3 separate regions of the Mus musculus genome follow, and all the other regions are linked to region 2. Evidence: chromatin contacts called from public HiChIP or PLAC-seq data. All regions are on one chromosome and are shown on one strand. Each heading gives the region's core, a stretch centred on a gene start, on an enhancer-like site or on the middle of the called end of the contact. The rest is flanking DNA. Distances are from core to core; before and after follow the strand shown.

Region 1 (2,745 bases), core at 157-2,656, 69 kb after region 2:
AGGCTGGGGGTTAACAGAGTTAATTACGGAACACACAGCATGGAGCCTGGCCCATGGCGTGTATGCTTAATGAATGTTAGATATTATTGTTGTTACTATTATCTGTTACACGGGTTGGAGCCTGGGAGTATGATCGGGAAAGCATGCAGAAAGGCTACTGAGGATGGCCCTGGAGGTTGAGTACTGCACAAGCCAGGGTGTCAGTCACCCGTTACCCCAGGACCTCAGCATTTCCCTAAGGAACAGCTCTGGGTGACTCTACTTCAGTGTCGGACTAACAAGTGCCATTTGGAAGGTATTCTTTCATTAAGGAGGTGCTGGCAGGGCACTGTGGCTCAGTGGTTGGGGTTTCCCTTGCATGCACAAAGCTATAGGTTCTACCCCCAACCCCAGTACTGCTGTTTACTAGACGAAAGCACAAAAGGGGGGCGGACTTTTGGGTTAGTGTGGCCCCACTCTTTTTTTTTTTTTTTTTTTGGTTTTTCGAGACAGGGTTTTTCTGTATAGCCCTGGAACTCACTTTGTAGACCAGGCTGGCCTCGAACTCAGAGATCCACCTGCCTCTGCCTCCCGAGTTCTGGGATTAAAGGCGTGCGCCACCACGCCCAGCTTGGCCCCACTCTTAAGTGGCAGAGCAGTACAAGGGCCAGCTTGGACTCTGACCAAATCACGCTTTTCTGAGTAAATTTTCTCCATGTTTATTTGTTTTTCTTTAATCCAGCGTTGAGAGGCCAGGCTAGTTCTGGAATAGCAAATAAACTTCACCCTTGCAAGTCTGACTAATACTTGAAGTTTTGGAAAACGAGAGGTCCGAGGCCACTCTTGGATGGGTAGGGAAGTGTCTGATTGATTAGTAATGTCTGCCTGAGGCCAGGCGCAGACTACTGTGTCTCAGGTATGAACATGCCTGCCTGCTTAGGTTAGCCTTGGGTGGATTCACAATCCTGGCTGCCAGCTACAGCCACCGGAGAGGTAAAAGCCTATGATTCTAGGGAGTGCTGACATTGACCGTTTCCCCTCCACAGGCATGGCCATTGAGAACTCTAATAGCCAGAATCCCTTATTGTTCCTAGCATCCCAGTGACTTCACTGACCTTGGAGCATGCTGTGTCTTTGTCTAGGCTGCCTGCTGGCAGAGCTGGAAGAGGCATTCAAATGCATTCTCCCACGAGTCTAGTTTCTGACCATAAAAAAATGAAAACTGAGGCCACTGGCTACAACCAGGATGTGAGGTTTCCTAGATTGGCTCTTCCCAGGACTTATGGGAAAACCAAAATTTTGCACCCCCCGGGGGGTGGGGGGTGCGTCTTGTGAAACTGAAAAAAAAAAAAAAAAAAGCCTAGTCTGTTCTGCCCTGGACTCTGATGTCATTTTAAGTCACTGGCTGCCTGAGGACTAGGGACACAGGGGTCTGCTGAGACCTGAGGAAAATCACAGCCACGGACAGCTCTGACCTCTGGCTAGAGTGTGAGGGGAAGGAAGGGAGGCCGTGAAAGCTGGGGGAAGCCTCTGAGCTCCAGGGAGTGGGGGATCCTGGGCCAGGAGGTGCTAAGTTACAACGTGGGCAGCCTCAGATGCCGACTGCCCCTCCAAATTAGCAAGATGTTCTGGAAGTCCACCTGGCTTGGCCCCCCTTCAGGGGACTTAGCATCCAACCAACTTCCAACCAGCTTTTCCCGGTCCCTCCTGTCACCCGGCCTAGGAATTTTATAACGTGATGGTCATGCAAGTTGTACCTCCTGCAGGGACACGGCTCCCTCTTGGAGCACCGTAGAAACAATCAAATCACATAGAATTCCATCATATTTTAAAATAAGCTTTATTTAGACTTTTTTTTAATATTTTATATTTTGCATCCATGCCTTCGAGAAACCTCTCCCATGGGAAAAGGTCATTTTCATCTAGAGTTACCCATAACTCAGTCCCTATTTGATGTGATTCTCTCAAATAAAATCATCCTTAGTAACTCATAGGATGATCCTCCTAATTTCCAAAAACTGAAATGAAAAAGAATGACTAAGTCATTACCAGGAGAGGTTGCAATCTTATCTTCTTGTAAGTAAAAGGAAGGGAGGGCGGAACCATAAAAAACAAAATAAAATAAAACCCAAAAAATTCAGGGGGTGGGGGTAGTGTTTTCTAAGACCAGCTCTGGCCTCTCTCCCTTAACACCAGGCTGGGTTAATCAGCTGAGCTGAACGGTTTGTACACACAGGGTGGCATTAGGTGTCCCTGCTTGCTCTCTCTCTCTGCCTCTGGGGCCAGGTTGGGAGGGAAGAGGTGACCTGGTGGGGGCTTTTTGGCTTGTTTTTTAGAGACTTTGGACACAAGATCCTATACATTCCAGATGTTCCATCAAGCACTGAAAACTCACTTTTCAAGAGTGGAGAATGTTTCCGTTAGGGGGAGCACTGCAGTGGCCACAAGGGATGAGGGATGAGTTGTTAGTGGTTTAGGATCAGTTAGAGGGGACGGGGAGGGAAAGAAAGAGGAAACTGAGTTCCGGGGAGTAGGGCAGTAAGCACTGACTGGAAACTTGTGGGTTCTCCAGGCCCCAGTGCAGCCCCGTGGGGACAGTGATGCCCCACAAACAGGCACAGGTACAGGCACCTGCCAGCCCTCTTGGGCTTAGTCTGCTCGAGCTGCTGATATAATCAGAGGACAGGGCTCTGGGGATCATGGGAAAGTCCACGCGTGGCCAAAGAAGCCAACAGGACAAAAGAGGGCAGAGGGCTTGCCTGCTAG
Region 2 (2,954 bases), core at 228-2,727:
AAGGCCATCCTTGGCTACATAGTGGATTAGAGTCTAGCCTGGTCTGTGTGAGATTGTGTCTTTTAAAAATGCAACAGTAAAAAAATTCACAACTAGCACTTGGTTCATTTAGTCTTTGCAAAATTCCACACACACACACATACCCTTGGTCCAGCCTGGCCTCAAATTCTCTATCCTCCTGCCTCAGTTTCTAAAGTGCTGGAATTACAGGCTTGCAGGCCATCATGCCCAGATCTCACAAAATCCTAAAATTATTCTCTCTATTGAGAGACCTGAGCATTGATTGGTCCAAGGTCACCACTATCATTAGGACAAAGGTTTGAATTTTAATGTTGCCATAATCCAAGGTAATACATACTTCTTGGTAAGGAATATGGTACAGCTGAGAACAGAGGGTATATAAACCTCACATAGTTTACTGTCAGAACCGTATGGTAAATGGCTTACTCTCTGCCCCCCCCTCCCCAAGATGTCTCAGCAGGTACAAGAGCTTCCCGGGCAACCTGGATTCCATCCCCCGTAAGAGAATGTTGTCCTCTGATCTCCATATTTAAGCTGTGTCATATTTAAAGTTGTGTCATATTTAAGCCGTGTCATGTGCATGGTCCCTACAAGCTCTTCACTCACACAGTCAATGATACAAAATTTTTAAAAAGATGTATTATTTATGTCATCTTTGAAATGAAAAATAGCCAGGGCAGTTTTGAAACCCACCCTTTTACAGTTGGAATCATCTTTCTGTGCCTTCCTACTTCTTCCCCCATGTGGATGGACCGAAATTGTGTCGGACACTTAATTCGCATGAAAGAATATTTCAGTTGTGGGGGGAAGGTTTTAGCCTTATGGGTGGTGTCTAGCCAAGCCTCCTTCCCACAGAAAGCAGCATGTCCTCCAGGAAGAGTCGAACACCCAGCAGCCGCAGCAACTATGCACGTGCTTATCCTGAGCATTCTCACCTACAAGACACACACTCCGCGTGATTTCACCTTTTGCTAAGTGGGAAGAGGGGCTTGCTACCTCGGCCACACAAACGCAGGCATCCCACTGGTTCTGTGTGTAAAGACACCAGCCTCCAGGCCTGACCTTGAGCCCCACCCCAGGGACCCTCAAAGTGGGGAGAGAGAAGCAACTCCTTCAGGTGTCCTCTCACTGCCACGTGCAGCCGTGCCACATGGACGTGCCCCTGTGTACACACATTCACACAAAGAAGGAAGGTAATGAAAGCCAATTTAGCAAACAGACAAAGAGCACAGAGTCTGGAAGGGGGCTGACTGAGCTGAGTCCCCGGGGTTCTTTTCTAGCTGGTGGCCCTGTTACCAACAGTGGAACAACACAGGGGTCCCGTTCCTGGCCTCACAGGCTTTCAGTTGCATTGAAAAACAACGCAGGTTCGGAGGCGGCAGACTGCTGAGCACTGAACTGTACTGATCTCTGGGCCCGCTGCACTCCGATGCCCCTCTGAGGACAATAGTTGTTACCTTGGCTCTTTATACAGAAGCTTGCAAGTTGCTTCTGTTGAAACCACTGGTTTGCACTGGTGTCCAGCATGTGACCTTTTTGTTTGGTTTTGGACCCTGGGACAAAGGACTAAGGTGCATATTTTACATATCAAAGCAGACCTGGCCTCCACAAAGCATCCCTCAGTCCATACCTGCCCCCACTTTCCAGCTGGGGGGGGGGGCGGGAGGGGGCTGGACTGCCCTTCCTAAGAGGCTCTTCCCTATATAATCCAGACACTTTGCTCTCTCTCTCTCTCTCTCTCTCTCTCTCTCTCTCTCTCTCTCTCTCTCTCTCTCTCTCTCCCTCTCCCTCTCCCTCCCTCCCTCTCCCTCTCCCTCTCTCTCTCCCTCTCTCTCTCCCTCCCTCCCTCCCTCCCTCCCTCCCTCCCTCCCTCTCTCTCCCTCTTTCTCTCTCTCTCTCCCTCTCCCCCTTCCCCACTCTCCCTCTTCCCCCTCCTCTCCCTTCTCTCTCTTCCAGCACCCTATCTCTCTTTCTCCCCCCCCCCCATCCCCATGTCGACTCCTCTGGCCTCAATCCTTGGGGGCCAGTGAACTCGCTCGAGTGCAGCTTCCCAATAAACCTGCATTTTATATAATCAAATCTGGCTTGAATTGGCTCATTCCACTGTCGGAGAAATAACCTATCAATTTTGGGGTCAGAAAGCAAAAAAACAAACAAACAAAAAAAAAAAAAAACCAAAAACAAAAAACCCCAGCACCCTTGGTTCATGCTGACCTTGCCGTGAGTACACACAAGCACCCCGAGGAGCCCAAAAGTTTGATACTGGATTTGCAGGACATTCCCTGTGACTCTGGTCACCTCCCCTAAGCTATGAATCACCCCACTTCTTTACCCCAGAAGTCTCCCCAAACTCCATACTGGTCTCTCTTTGTAGCCCAGACTGGCCATACTTAGCTTCCTTGAGAACTGGCCCACCACATGGCAGGCAAATGGCCTGGCTGGGAATATTATTAATCGACCCCTCAGAAATGAAAGTACTGAAGATCAGTAGTCCCTAATGACCAGGAGGTCCCTAAAGAACAGGAGTCCCTAATGACCACGAGGAGCCAGGACCCTCCCATCCCTATTTAAATTACAACTATTCAAGTTGTGATCTAAAGGACAGAAACCCTGGAGATGTGGAGATGTTGCACAGTGGGTAGTAGCCCCCTGCCTCAGTTTCCCTACTAGTCAGAAGATTGTTCCGAACATTCAATAGCTCCCTATCCACGAGGATAATTGGAGGACATACCTCCCTCTTCTCCAGATAGCAATCCTGTTAAGGACAGTCCCCAAACATCTTAGGCTTTCATCACAATGATGGCTCTGTCCCTCAGGAATTTCCCTAACTACTTCTTGAATGGTGTTCAGCCAGCTTACAGGAAGCCTCATCAAGTTCCGGGAAACCAGCTCCTCCCTGGAGGGAGAGCACGTGCGCTCCTCCTTGGCTGCCA
Region 3 (2,876 bases), core at 107-2,606, 87 kb before region 2:
ATTGTCCCGCCCACAGCAGCCACTGATTGCCTGTGGCTCTTCATCCAGGGGTGGGGCCTTGTGAGTCCCCACCCACTTTGCATGCCTTGTGTTTTCATAGGGAGGGATGGAACTCAGGTTCCTGCACTTGCAGAGCAAGTACTTTAGGAGCTGAGCCATCTCCTCGGCCCAATTGCTATCTTTATAAAACAGGAATTTGGATCTAGTTTCCAGAGAATAGAAGCTTTCTGGTAAATGGAGACCAAGTGGGGAACACATTTGATGACACTGCCCATGGTGAAGCCAGGGACCACCACAGTCTCTCGGGGTGGGGGGGGAGGTGTCAGAAGACTGTGACAGATCTAAAGAACATTCTCCAAGGCCCAACACATGCCGCACTGGGAAACAGGGCCTGTGATGGCCTTCTGTCCGTATGCTCTGTGACGTCCCAGATGCCCTCTTCCTATCTGTGCTCGGGCTCCACTCTGACTGTGGTGTTTCTACGCTTTGACGGGCTTGTCCCAGAGTCCTACCTGGCTTTTCATGCTCTCAATCTCCTTCTGCCTGAGATCGTCGCCTTCATCCACGCCCTGGAGCTTCGGGTCACACCTGTTACTCTGCCTGGCTGCGGCGACAGCGGCTGTCTCTGACAACCTTTGGCTCAGGTCGGCCACCTCAGCCTGCAGGTTCATGATCAGAGCGTCTTTATATTTGGACTCCATTTCAAAGTCAGAGAGCCGATTAACCTCTCTCCCCAAGAGCAGAATGATCTCGTCCTGTGTGGGGACAAGAGGGAGGCTTGGTATGGGTGTGGGTGGCAAGCTGGGCCTGTTTCTACAATCTAGGAGGAACTGGGTGTCACTAAGGGAAAGGCAGGTGAGGGGGAGAGGGCAGGCAGAGGGCCTGGAGAGAAGAGAGTTGGGCTAGAACCACATATCCGTACCTAGATGCTTATAATGGAGTCTCCCAGGAATAGAATCTCTTTTTTTTACCCAGAAAAAAAAATACTTTCATGTGGTAAACCACAGCCCCCTGGGAATGTCAGAGGACATTCTGCACACTCCCTTACAAGGCCCATGTTCAGGGTGTTGGAGACCCAGCACAGGTAAATGGATTGGGATACATGGGAATGCACTCTGACCATCAAGAGGACATTATTAGTTTAATAGTTTTTATGTATTCTGAAGAGGTCATTTCTCTCTTTCTCTTCTTCTGGGAGTCCCTGTTTCCCTCTGTCCGCCTCAGGGAAAATGTACTCAGCGAACAGAGTTGAATCAGGAAACAGAACACTGAATGCTTGTGAACACTCGGGTGGGTGGGGGGGTGGGGAGCTGTGGGTGGAGTTCCCCACGGGTGGAGCCAATGTACCTCCTCACTAGGAAAACACGGGAACCAAGACGTCTCTGTTTCTCCAAAGCTGGAACAGGTACCCTGAACCTCTCAGAGTGATGGAAAGACGGGAAAAACTGAATTCTAGCTGTGTGCCTGGGGAAACAGATGGTGTCACGGGCACGAGGAAGCCCACGGGCGTTGCCAAGGACCTCTGGGTCCTTGTGAATGTCTGTTACAGCTCTTCCAGGAGACTCTGTTTCTTTTGTTCTGTATCTTCAGCATTTTACCCAGCCTCATCCACAGCGAGCCACCCTGGGCCTCCACACTCAGCAGCACAGAATTGATTATCTTTTTGTGCCACAGAGATCTACTGGGCACCTACTGTGTGCTGGGCTCTGCACTGGATGTAAACAAACCTTCAGGTACAGTGTCCTGCCGTGGTTTTCGTTCTCTCTGGTGCTGTCCCTGGTCTCTATGCCCTCCTTAAGGGAATGTCATCTGCTCCTTCCGGGTGGCTTTGGTAAGAGTGGATGTCAATCAAGTAGCTCACTTCCTGTCCTTCCTGCTCCTGTCCCTGTGACCCAGGCTGGTCAACCAGTTGTTTCTGGTGTGGATTTTGGGTCGGGGCAGGGGTTCCCCCCTCTCTTTGTATCATGGACTTTAAGTACAGAGCTTGACCATAATCATCCGGTCAGCACAGGGAGCTAGCCTGCTGGGGACTGTCAAACTGCAGGAAAAACAAAGAGTAGAACAGGCAATGGGGACATTCCAATGACATCCCTGAAGATCCTGGATGTACCATGCCTGAGGCTTGATAGCCTTTCTTTTTTCTTTTTTAAAACTATTTACTTGTTTTATGTTTATAAGCATACTGTAGCTATCTTCAGAAACAACAGAAGAGGGCATCAGATCCCATTACAGATGGCTGTGCGCCACCATATGGTTGCTGGAAGAGTAGTCAGTGCCTTTAACTGCTGAGCCATCTCTTCAGCCCCGCTTGCCAGCCTTTCAATAAGACTAGCTAATGAACATTTTCCACCCCCATTGTTGACTGCCACTTGTCCTTGAAGGTGCTTGGGAAATCAGGGCATAAAAGGTTCAAAACAGCAAAAACAATTCGGTTTTCACTTTGTTCCCACCTTAATAGGAGTTACGACGACAGCGGTAGATCAAATGTGACAAAAACTTTGTGGCTTTTGTCACTGAGTGGTATCAATGTCTACTGTCCACCAAGCAAGTCTGTGGCTCCAGGGGATGGATGGAAGCTAGCAGAGGTCACAGTACAGAGTGAGCTCTGAGTAAGCTGTCGGGATGCTGTGGTATCTGCCCTGGGGACCTGGGGGCTGCTCTGCTGGGGAGACACTGCACGAACAGGGCTTGCCATTTCCCCATCTGGCTGAAGGCCCAGACCTACGGCTGCTACCACCTAAGAGCATCAGCCCACAGCACTCTGAGTTGACTGTAGCTGTGTATAAGCACCCACAGGGGAATGCCATGCAAGCCAAATCACGGGAGACACAGGAATGGTGGAGACACTAGAGTTTGGGGTGGCTTGCTGCCGGGTG

The links. HiChIP or PLAC-seq counts read pairs in DNA pulled down with a chosen protein or histone mark.
Region 1: an H3K27ac HiChIP or PLAC-seq map of embryonic stem cells shows a contact between it and region 2, with 21 read pairs. The contact joins two enhancer-like sites. A contact is called at or near these places in 1 of 39 promoter capture datasets (hippocampal neurons), 1 of 484 Hi-C or Micro-C datasets (B cells), 4 of 115 datasets of contacts at active chromatin or transcription factors (double positive thymocytes and embryonic stem cells) and 2 of 9 other capture datasets (adipose tissue and embryonic stem cells).
Region 3: a contact with region 2 is called in an H3K27ac HiChIP or PLAC-seq map of embryonic stem cells, with 13 read pairs. The contact joins the promoter of Fhad1os1 here to the enhancer-like site in region 2. A contact is called at or near these places in 2 of 39 promoter capture datasets (embryonic stem cells and pre-B cells), 4 of 484 Hi-C or Micro-C datasets (centroblasts, conventional type 1 dendritic cells, liver and 1 more), 11 of 115 datasets of contacts at active chromatin or transcription factors (bone marrow-derived macrophages, craniofacial prominence, embryonic forebrain and 4 more) and 1 of 9 other capture datasets (embryonic stem cells).

Annotation. Positions count from the first base shown.
Region 1 is chr4:142,137,440-142,140,184 of GRCm38.p6, forward strand. The region is part of intron 11 of Kazn (kazrin, periplakin interacting protein); the gene reads right to left. Among named protein-coding and RNA genes, the nearest start is that of Gm35581, 12 kb to the left of the region's middle. Within about 2 kb of position 1,407, at least 28 of the 459 cell types and tissues checked have an H3K27ac peak or open chromatin away from gene starts, as enhancers often do. A contact at or near this core is called in embryonic stem cells, where this site is marked.
Region 2 is chr4:142,068,089-142,071,042 of GRCm38.p6, forward strand. All of the region lies in intron 1 of Tmem51 (transmembrane protein 51), which reads right to left. Among named protein-coding and RNA genes, the nearest start is that of Tmem51os1, 15 kb to the right of the region's middle. Within about 2 kb of position 1,478, at least 25 of the 459 cell types and tissues checked have an H3K27ac peak or open chromatin away from gene starts, as enhancers often do. A contact at or near this core is called in embryonic stem cells and liver, where this site is marked.
Region 3 is chr4:141,981,636-141,984,511 of GRCm38.p6, forward strand. Fhad1os1 (forkhead-associated (FHA) phosphopeptide binding domain 1, opposite strand 1) reads left to right here and starts at 1,357. Exons shown (of 4, transcript NR_040672.1): 1 at 1,357-1,405; 2 at 1,591-1,733. It overlaps Fhad1 (forkhead-associated (FHA) phosphopeptide binding domain 1), which reads right to left. Exons shown (of 32, transcript NM_177868.4): 5 at 513-755.